Regions from separate parts of the Mus musculus genome. Here region 1 is linked to region 2. Evidence: chromatin contacts called from public HiCAR-type data. All regions are on one chromosome and are shown on one strand. The core of a region is the stretch at or near the end of the contact, and the rest is flanking DNA. Distances in the headings are between cores, read along the strand shown.

Region 1 (4,983 bases), core at 48-2,547, 2.4 Mb before region 2:
GGGATATACTCTGGATGTGTTTCCATGGGTGTCCATAAGGACTTTAACTATATGAAACAACCCAGAAAAGTCTGAGCAAATAGAACTGTTTAAACTTGCTTTTGTTTTGCACAAAACCTAAAACAGTGCCGGCAACAGCATTTTGGGGTTCACTCAGTGATGGGGATCAGTCTATCCCTCAAGACCATGATGGGGGTGAGGGGAATCCATCTTGCAGGGGGAGGTATGGGCCTAGCCCAATCCCAACGGAGCTACTGCTCCTCCTTTCTTCCCACTCTTGTAATACTGAACGGCGTCCCATCCATCCAAGTCCTGCTTTGCAGCGGGTTTATCAAGCATGATGGTTGCCATGGTTACCGCGGGGCGTTAAAGTCTGTAGTCCAGGAGAAGCAGGGGCTAGGAGTAAGGAATGATGGGGGGTGGGGGGCGCTTGAAAAGGACAAAGAACAGAAGGTGCAAGAGATAGGGGACATGGGGGAGCGTGGGTTGGGTAGTGTAGGACAGGTCCAGAAAGTGGAGAAGAGCGGGAAGGGGCACAGAAGTGAAGGAGAAGGCGGTCCGGGTGGGGGTACCTGCGTGCAGAAATTTAGTGAAAACATCTGGTGGGTTTATTATCCCTCCTGCGGGGCTTACCCGTCAGCCTGGTCCTCCGGCTCCGCCATCTCTCGTTGCTAGGCTACGCCATCAACATCCGGCGAAGTCTGGACCGCGTGCTCCAAGACCGCAGGAGGCGGGGTCTGGCAGCGTCCATCGATTCACACAGAAACACTAAGCAAACACATTAAAGAACAAATGTGTTTTGCCTGTCCGTCGCCATGTGTCCCAGACTTTCCCGGCTGGACTTAGTTCCCGTAGAGTGACCCTGATGATGTTCAGGGACTCAAAGAAAGTGGCAGGCAGGTTGGGGATGCTGGGTCCGGGAAACGCGCCTAGCTCTGGCTCTTCCACTTCCAGCTTTGGGTTACTCAAGAACCAGTACCTTTTGGGGAGCATCATTCCTTCGTAACCCTAAGTTTGAGAAATAGAAATGCAAGGGGTGAGCGCATACATGGGTACAGGGAGGCCCTGCCTTTCGGATCGAGGGCACAGGGCTCCCATCCAGGGCAGGGTCCGGGGTACTAGGCGCGTGGCGAGATCCTGCAGAGTCAGCAGAAAGCCCCGAGCAGGGGTCGACGGATGCGCAGGACCCTGAGGTTGGAGTTAGTGCCTGGCGTTCCGGGCTGAGCGGGGCTGGGCCCCGGGGCGGAGCGAGGCGGAGCGGGGGCGGAGCGGAGGCGGAGCGGGGACGGCCTCTCCATATTCCCTCCCCGCCGCGCCTCGCTTTCGGCGGCGGTGGCAGTGGCGGCGGCGGTGGTGGCTCCTGGAGCCGGCGCGTGTCCAGCCCTCGCGGCGGGACCCGGGTGGGTATCAGGGTTCTTCTGGGATCGCGGGCCGGGGATTTTGGGGTCCACTCGGGACGACGTGGCGGTTCCTGGGTACCCTGGAATCTGCACGCACCGGACCCGGGCCTGCTGCGCGGGGGTCCGGGAGTGGCTGGGGGACCGGCTCTGGGCTCTGGGCGGGGGCGATGCGGAGGAACCCGGATCTTGCTGGGGACGCCCTGGGAACTCCACCCTCGAGTGAGACTCTCTGCTTTGGGAGTGGGCCCACTCGAGGAGACTCGGTCCTCGCCTGTCTGGAGCTGTGGGCCGGGGCACTTGCGGTCTTTGTCTTGCTGGCTGGTCTGAGCATGCGAAGAACTTATGGGGTTCCTGCACTGTCAGACAGAGCCCCCAAGGTGTGCCATGCCCTCCTGGGGCGTGTGCGGTCTTAGCGTTGGGGCACTAGGGGGAAATGGTCAGGGCTATTTAAGAGGCCCCATGTCAGGATCCTCGCTTCTTTTTTAGCCTGCGCGCCTCTCTCTCTCTCTCTCTTTCCTCAAAAGAAAGAAAGAAAAAAAGGGATAGTATAAAAAGAAAAAAGGGCAATTTAAGATTGCTAAAAATAACCCACGGAACCCTGCCAGAACGCGCGGTGAGAAAAGCCTGTTCCTCCGAAGTCGGTGTCACATGTTGGCCACAATCTAGTCCAGGTTCCGTTCAGAAATAGGGGAATAGAAAAGCGTCTCTTGACTCTGTTAAAGTTTGTTCCATGGACTCTGTCAACTTCCTTTATCAGGAAAGAGAGAGAGAGGGGAAGTGTCCTGTCACCAAGCATACTGGTCAGAACATGGGTGCAAAGAGCCGGGGACTAGGGGCTCCACTCTAAATCTTAATAACTGATCAAAGAATTTAAAAGAAACTATGTATGTAGCTCTTGGAAGAAATATTGACATTAACCTTGATAGCGAATATTGAACTTAGTGGTGCGGTGACTTTGGGCACAGGGGCCGGCTAAGATTCACCCATTGGGAATTTACCAGAGTTGGTTCTTAGCTGGTTGCTGGGGATGGATCTCTTAGCTGAGCAGTACTTATGGGTTTTTTCTCTGTTTGTTTGTTTTGTCCCCCCCCCCCCCCCATAGCTTTCTGGTGAGTGGAATGTCTTGAGTATAGCTAGGAAGTTCTTCTTGGGAACTGTTGACTCTCCTGGCAATCACGGTGTCTGTTAACAGCCTCGGATCACCATGTGTGGGTTTTCGTTGTGCGAAAACAGGCCCGTGAAAGAGCTGCAGTTTATAAGCTTTCAAAACCACATTTTTTATTATGACTATTTATTGTGTGGGGTGTGTGTGCCCACATGTGTCTTGGTGGTGCCTGTATGGAGCTCAGAGGACAGCTTGTGGAGCTTAGTTCTGTCTTCCCACCACATGAGTCTTGAGAGGACTCAAACCCAGGCCCTCTGGCTTGGTGGCAGCAGTCACCTTTATCCACAGAACTATTTTACTCACATTTACCCCAAGATGATGTCACATGATGCCATGTGACCCAGCACAGACTTGGCTGGCCTGCTCTTCACAGGGCTTTGTTAAGGGGTGGGGGGGGGGGGCGGCTGGGAGGTCCTTGCTTCCCGAGGAGCACTCTTTGCTTTGGAGCTTCCCCCTTTGAGAGGATGGCCTTTGGGCTGACAGAACTCCCCACTACTGTCCTGGCCTCTCTGTGCCCTGATTTTGAGTGACAAACTTCAGTGATAAAATCATCTTCCCTAGGCATGGTGGCTCAGGACTGCAATTCTAGTGCCTGGGAAGATGAGACAGGGGGATTTCTGTGCATTTAAGGCCAGCCTGGGCTATAGCGTGAGCTTTAGGCCATCCTGGGGTACGTAGATTCTTTCTCAAAGAACCAAATCAAACCAAACCCCCAAAAAACCCTGTATGGTCTCCAAAAATAGACAGTATACACCAGTCACTGGCTCTCGTTGGGTTCCTTGTTCCTTGGTTCCTCTTCAAAACCTCACCGCCCAAGTGTCTGGCAGACAGCAAGTAACTTTTTGTTGAGACTCAGTCTCTCTCTCCCCACTTCTGCAGCCTAGGCTGGTCTAGAACTCATAGTAATTCCCCTGCCCCTGCATCGTAAGTGCTGGGATTGCAGATGTGTGCTTCCATTGCCCACGAGTGCATATGTGTGGGACCACCCGCTGTGGCATGGGAAACCTACAAGTGTTCTCTCCTCCAGCAGCTGACAACTGCCCTCTCCTCAGTAAGAGGTGGGATCTGTGGACTGCCTTCTCTCCTAGCTGGAGGCTGACTGGTTTGCTCTTGTGCAGGCGTTACACAGGTAGCCACAGCTGTGGCTGTGAGTTAGTGTCCTGTCCGGATGTCATCCGTTCATAGCAATCCTCCCCATCCCCTGGCTCTTACGTCCTTCCTGCCTCCCCCTCTATAGTGCTCCCCCTCCTCTGCAGTGCTCCCCTTCCTCTGAGGTGCTCCCTGAGCCTGGTGTACAGTGGGGGCTGGTAAGGCTGAGGGCTGAGGGCGCAGTCTCTTTATTGCAGTTTGCTGAAGAGACCGCTACAACACTGGAACTTCTGTGAGGCTGAGAGCGAGCAGCAGGGGTCCTGGGTCAGGGCTCTGCCAACCCCACGCAGCTGTTTTCAGTGTTGACTCTTCGTGTGGATGGTTTATTGGGTGGAAAGTTGATCATATTTGGACTTATTTTCTTTTGCAATGCCAGAGACTGGACATGGGCTTGATCTCACGCTTGCTAGGCAGGGGCTCTTCCTCGAAGCCCGTGGATTTGTGAAGGTGTTCCTTGGGCTCACTGTGGAGCCGTGGCAGGCCTTAAAGTTGCCATCTTCCTGCCTCTGCCCTCTGGGTAGCTGAGATTACAGGCCAGATACCATGAGTTATTGCCACACTCCAGTCTTTGTAACTTGGTGGGGACTGAACTCCCTCAGGCTGTTCTGGGGAGCAGGGTTGGTCAGGTTACCTGGCAACACAGATCTCTAAGATTCTAGCTCATCCCTCCCTACGTCTGAGGTTTGTTTGTTTGTTTTTGTTTTTTAAATTCTTTCACAGGCTGGATTCTGCTCTTGTAAGATTGGCTGTGTAGATTGATACAAGCTTCAGGTACAGGGGAGGGGAGCTGCTAAACATGAAGGTTTGTAGCAGGAGAGCTGACTTTATTGATGTCTGTCATATTGTACATCATTTGATTGCAGTTGTGGGGTATTGATGTAACTGAGACTTTGGGTAGGGGAGAAGCCCGAGCCTGGGCAGAGTGCCACCCTTAGTGGACGCGCCCAGAACTCTAAAGAGACAAGACGGAATCTTTCACTTCAGATGATAGTAACTTCAGGCCATCACCCATTCATCTGATGGTTAATCTTTTATAAATATATTTTGGCTACACAAGAACAAATTGATCAGTTTTAGAGAAAAACCCTGGGGCGGGCAAGGTGTAAAATCTCAGCTGCTGCCCAGAGGAGAACGGAGGAGAGATGGGAAAAGGCCACACCATTAGAGATCCACAGGGTGGGGAAGAAGGCTTTAGGTAAAAACAAATAAAAACAAAACAAAACATCACCCCACAAACAAAAACAATAAGGAAAACGGAAAATGTTGATA
Region 2 (4,889 bases), core at 1,569-4,068:
TTCCAAGTGACCTAATAGCCCTTTTTGGCCTCTGAGGACACACATAGGTGGTGCTCAGACATACATACATACAGGCAAAATACCTATAAGCATAAAAAGCCTATGCAGTGATACTCCCCTTTAATCTCAACACTTGAGAGGCTGAGCTAGGTAGATCTCCATGAGTTCAGTCAGCCAGGATTGCATAGACTTTGATTCAAAAAAGAACAAGAAACATAAAAATAAACTTTATTTGGGGAGCAGAGAGGGAACGTAATACTGAGGGGTGGAGGCAAGAAGAATGAAGAACACTAGAAAATGAATGATGGAAAAAGCCAGAGAAACATTGTTTTGTTTACTGTACTTATGCACTTGATGTAAATGAAGTCCCGGGGCAAAAATACAGACCAGATGGAAGATTCAGCAGTTCAAAGCTTCCCACTCTTCATTTTCGAGAGGAAGTCACTGTGTTGTGACTGTGCAGACTATGTTGGCCTCAAACTCCAGTGATCCTCTTGCCTCTGCCTTTTGAATGCTGGGATTAAAGGAGGGATTAAGGGCATGGGCCATCAATTCCAGCAAAAAATTAATCTGTAAATAAAAAAATAAAGCAGGGGATGGTGGTGCATGGCTTTAATACACTTGAAAGGCACAAGTGGGCAGGCCAGCCAGAACTCCATAATGAAATCCAGTCTCAAAAAACAAATATCAGTACCTAAGCATGAGACCCTGACTTAACATATGTCTATAACACAATGGATTAGGCTTTGAGTACAATAAAGGCCCAGAGAAGGATGTTTCTAGAAGAAATGCAGATTTGTGTATAAAAACCCCGGGGTTCTTTACTCATATTGAGTGTCTTTACTCCCTAAATTTGGAAGGAAATTCAAGAGTTTTTGACATGAAGACATTTGGAAGCTACAGAAACAAGTTGTTTTGGTCTGCCTCTTATGTGTTTTCCCCTGTAACACTGACCTGCTGAGAAAGGACAAACTAAAAACAAGGAGGACATGGGAAAGTCAAGATCTCATCCCTAAGACTAGTCTCTCACCAAGTGAGGATCAAATTTTAGTACAACTAACAAAATTCACCGTGACATTTGTCTACAGAGGAGCAGAGTTCTTTATATTGACATATTTCAAACCAGAATGTTCTATGGTTTTATTTACTAAAACAAGTTTCTTAGAAATTCCTGAAACAGCCGGGCGTGGTGGCGCACGCCTTTAATCCCAGCACTCGGGAGGCAGAGGCAGAGGCAGGTGGATTTCTGAGTTCGAGGCCAGCCTGGTCTACAAAGTGAGTTCCAGGACAGCCAGGACTATACAGAGAAACCCTGTCTCGAAAAACAAAACAAGACAAACAAACAAAAAAATTCCTTAAACAATTTAACTCCAGATGTTACCAAATCATTCATATGGCTATTAAGACACTCAAGTGCAGTATTCTGACTTATGAAGTCTGTACCCCATGCCTTCTTGTCCTTTTCCTAGTTGTCTATTAATGCCCAAACTTAAAAAGATCCAGGTTATTAGTATCTTCCAACTCTGCTTCACGCTTATTTGTCCTGAAATATTTCTCTGTAGTACACAGCCAAGAATCTCTTCTCTAATGTTAGAGGCTGCTGGGAGGGCGGAGGAATACACCTTTAATCCCAACACTCCAAAGGCAGAGGCACGGTGAACCCTGAGTCCAGACTGGTTCACAGAATGTGTTCCACAATAACCAGGGATACATAGAGAGACCCTGTCTCAAAACAAAATCTCTGCTTCACTTGTGTAGAAGTCTGGGAAAAAAAACAAACAAACGAGGACTGCTACAGGTGGCAGCATTGTATAGCAGAAGGCTATACCTTCTGCTCCCCTTACTATTGCCAGGGACACCTACCTACCTATGGTCCAGCTGCCTACATTACAACACGAAAATCCTTTGTAAAACCCGACTACCTGGGAAGAGTTAGTCAGTTTTAGAGTAGCTATGAGCTCGGAGGGAACAAGCCAGTGCCGATGTATAAAATTTTATTGGGGTGTTGGAGACAGGAATCCCTGGTCCCAAAATTTAAACAGCAAAGATTACGGGGTTTGGGATAAACTCAAAAGCACAACTATCATCTATCGTGTATGGATCTTGGATTCGAGCCCCGGCACTGTTTAAGCCAGCATGGTGGCGCACACTCCTAACCCTAAGAAGCGGGAAACGGGGGTTCAAATTCAAAGCCTGCCTGAGCTCAGAAATAAAACAGAGAGTTAGGGCTACCACTCAGTGGCGGAGCACTTGCCTAACAGGCAGAGGTTCAATCAAGAGTACCCGGAGGTTTGGTGGGGAGGGGGGCAGGCCGTGTTAGATATACTGACAGATGCTTTCAAAAGAGTACAAAGTTAGCATCACAGGACAAGACAGCCACTTTCCTGGTGGAATTCAGTGAACTTCCTGGCACTGTCCCTAAATGTGTCACTGGAGCGCACTTAACCCCTCACCGGGCTTCACACCAGACCTGGTGCTAATGAACGAAGCCGAGAACTGAAGGACAACCCACTCCCGCTCCAAACAGGGGGCTCCCACGTGGGTGCCGCCGCACGCACCTGCGGGACGCGGACCTCCAGCACCGCCCGATTGCCTCCGGGAACTGGCTCCTCCCGGAACCGAAAGAGCTGGGTCCCGGCCATGAGGCCGGGCTCGCACGTAGGGGAGTCCAGGGACGCCGGGTCAGGAGGCGGTGCCCAAGGAGCGCGGGGCCGGACACTGTCCATGGCAAACACAGGAAGCCGGAGGCCGCAGCGGGCCCGGCCGGAAGGAGACCGCAGGGAAGCGACGCGCAGACGGAAGTGTTGCGTAGGCCAAAGCAGGGAGGGGCAGGGCGTCGGCGACGCGACCTTCCCAACATGGCGCCCAATTGGCGTGCATGAAGGCGGGTCTGGCAGGTCGCTGAGGCCAATGGCGGACCGCATGAGGCGGTGGGGCGGGGAGGAAGGCCGCTGTTCGCCCAACCCAAAGCTCCGGTGGCGGCTGAGGAGTGAATCTTCTGGAAGGCGACTTTAAAGGCGCCGGGCCGGAGCGAAGGGCGTCTCGGGGCCGCGCCAGCCAGGGAGGGAGGGCGCGTTTGGTGGCAGGAAACGCGAGCCGCGTCGGGGTCGGGGCGGAACCGGACGGCGAGCGGCTCACGATGAACCACAAGAGCAAGAAGCGCATCCGCGAGGCCAAGCGAAGTGCGCGGCCGGAGCTCAAGGACTCGCTCGACTGGACCCGGCACAACTACTACGAGAGCTACCCGCTGAACCCCGCGGCCGTGCCGGTGAGCGGGGCGCGGGACCCCACACGACGGCTGCCCGCCTTCCGAGGGCCGCTGGTCCCCCGATGGGGCCCCGCAGCCCGGCTGTCAAAACTCGCTCGGTCGTGGGAGCTTCGGGCCCCTCCCTCCCGTGAAGGGGTGGCTCCGGGTGCGACGTGCTCGCCCGCACGCACGTGGGCCTCCTTCCGTCCCTCCGGCCCCCTGGAGGAGCAGAGGCTCGCTCGTTCCTTGCTCGTGTGTGCCATTGCTCACGGGTGTCTTTGCTAATTGGCCCTGTGGGACACCTTTATCCGCCACTGGACTTGTTCCAGTGTCCTAACGGGACAGGTCTTTTGTTGTTCCCGCAGGATAACGTGGAGAGAGCTGATGCCTTACAGCTGTCGGTGAAAGAGTTCGTGGAGCGCTACGAGAGGCCTTACAAGCCCGTGGTTCTGCTCAATGCACAAGAGGGCTGGTCCGCACAGGAGAAATGGACTCTGGAGCGCCTCAAAAGGAAATACCGGAACCAGAAGTTCAAGTGCGGCGAGGATAATGACGGCTACTCGGTTAAGATGAAGATGAAGTACTACATCGAGTACATGGAGAGCACCCGCGATGACAGTCCCCTTTACATCTTCGATAGCAGCTATGGCGAACACCCCAAAAGAAGGAAACTTTTGGAAGACTACAAGGTGCCCAAGTTTTTCACAGATGATCTTTTCCAATACGCGGGGGAGAAACGCAGACCCCCTTACAGGTAAATTATTTCACGTTAAGTTTTCAAAAACCATGGACAGTGACAGGCAGTGGTATTTTTGTAAGGCCAGCCTGGGCTACAGAATGAGTTCCAGGACAGCAAGGGCTACACAAAGAAACCCTGTCTCTGGATAAACACACACAAATCCGCAAGCCTGTTAGCAGAACTCTGTCTAACCTTGTAAAAGCAATGAAAGTCTTCCCTACACATTGACCTGTTTATAGTCCTACTTCGGAAGAAGGATTCCATGGGGGTGGGGGGGTGGGGAGGCATCTGGATTCCTCCAGGGCATTTTTTTTTTTTTAAATAAAACTTCATGCATGTATATGTTTTACCAGTCTCTGCCTGTTGGTTGAGGTCAGAACCTCAGGAGCTGCAATTATGGATAGTTGTGAGCCATTGGGATCATGTGAGGTGCTAAGAATTGAACCTTGGTGCTTTGAGGAATTGAGTGCTTCTAACCTGAGCCGTCTCTGCCCAGCCCCAGGTCATTTTAGTGCAACCATTGCTTTATCAAGGAAGTTTTATTTCTATTTTTACAAGTGTGGTTTCTTATACTGACTCTTTGTAACTCACTGTGTTACCAGGTTGACCTTAAACTCACAGAGATCTGCCTTCTAAGTGCTAGACATTAAAGATGTTCAATATTGCACCAGGCTTGGTTTGGGTGTTTTGAGATAGGGGTCTCTGTGTAGCACTGGTAGGCTTTGAAATTAAGATCCATCTGTGTCTGTCTCCAGGATGTTGGTATTAAGAGCTTGGGCTACCACACCTAGTGGATCAATAAAAGTCCAGCAGTAATTTGCATCAGTCCATTATTTTTTCTGTTAGACGTCAGTTCATATATAGTTCACTTAATATTGTATATCAGAATGTAGAGTCTCTGAA

The links. HiCAR-type assays count read pairs that join an accessible place to other places.
Region 1: a contact with region 2 is called in a HiCAR-type map of astrocytes, with 2.7 times the contacts expected there. The contact joins the promoter of Tbc1d16 here to the promoter of Mettl23 in region 2. A contact is called at or near these places in 2 of 115 datasets of contacts at active chromatin or transcription factors (astrocytes and extraembryonic endoderm stem cells).

The regions. Positions count from the first base shown.
Region 1 is chr11:119,224,813-119,229,795 of GRCm38.p6, reverse strand. It overlaps Tbc1d16 (TBC1 domain family, member 16), which reads left to right and starts at 1,297. Exons shown (of 12, transcript NM_172443.3): 1 at 1,297-1,400. It overlaps Ccdc40 (coiled-coil domain containing 40), which reads right to left and starts at 1,224. Exons shown (of 21, transcript NM_001364767.1): 1 at 1,049-1,224; 2 at 634-768. The coding sequence starts at 662.
Region 2 is chr11:116,841,444-116,846,332 of GRCm38.p6, reverse strand. Mettl23 (methyltransferase like 23) reads right to left here and starts at 2,818. Exons shown (of 5, transcript NM_028865.3): 1 at 2,559-2,818. The coding sequence starts at 2,726. It overlaps Jmjd6 (jumonji domain containing 6), which reads left to right and starts at 2,884. Exons shown (of 6, transcript NM_033398.3): 1 at 2,884-3,268; 2 at 3,613-4,001. The coding sequence starts at 3,140.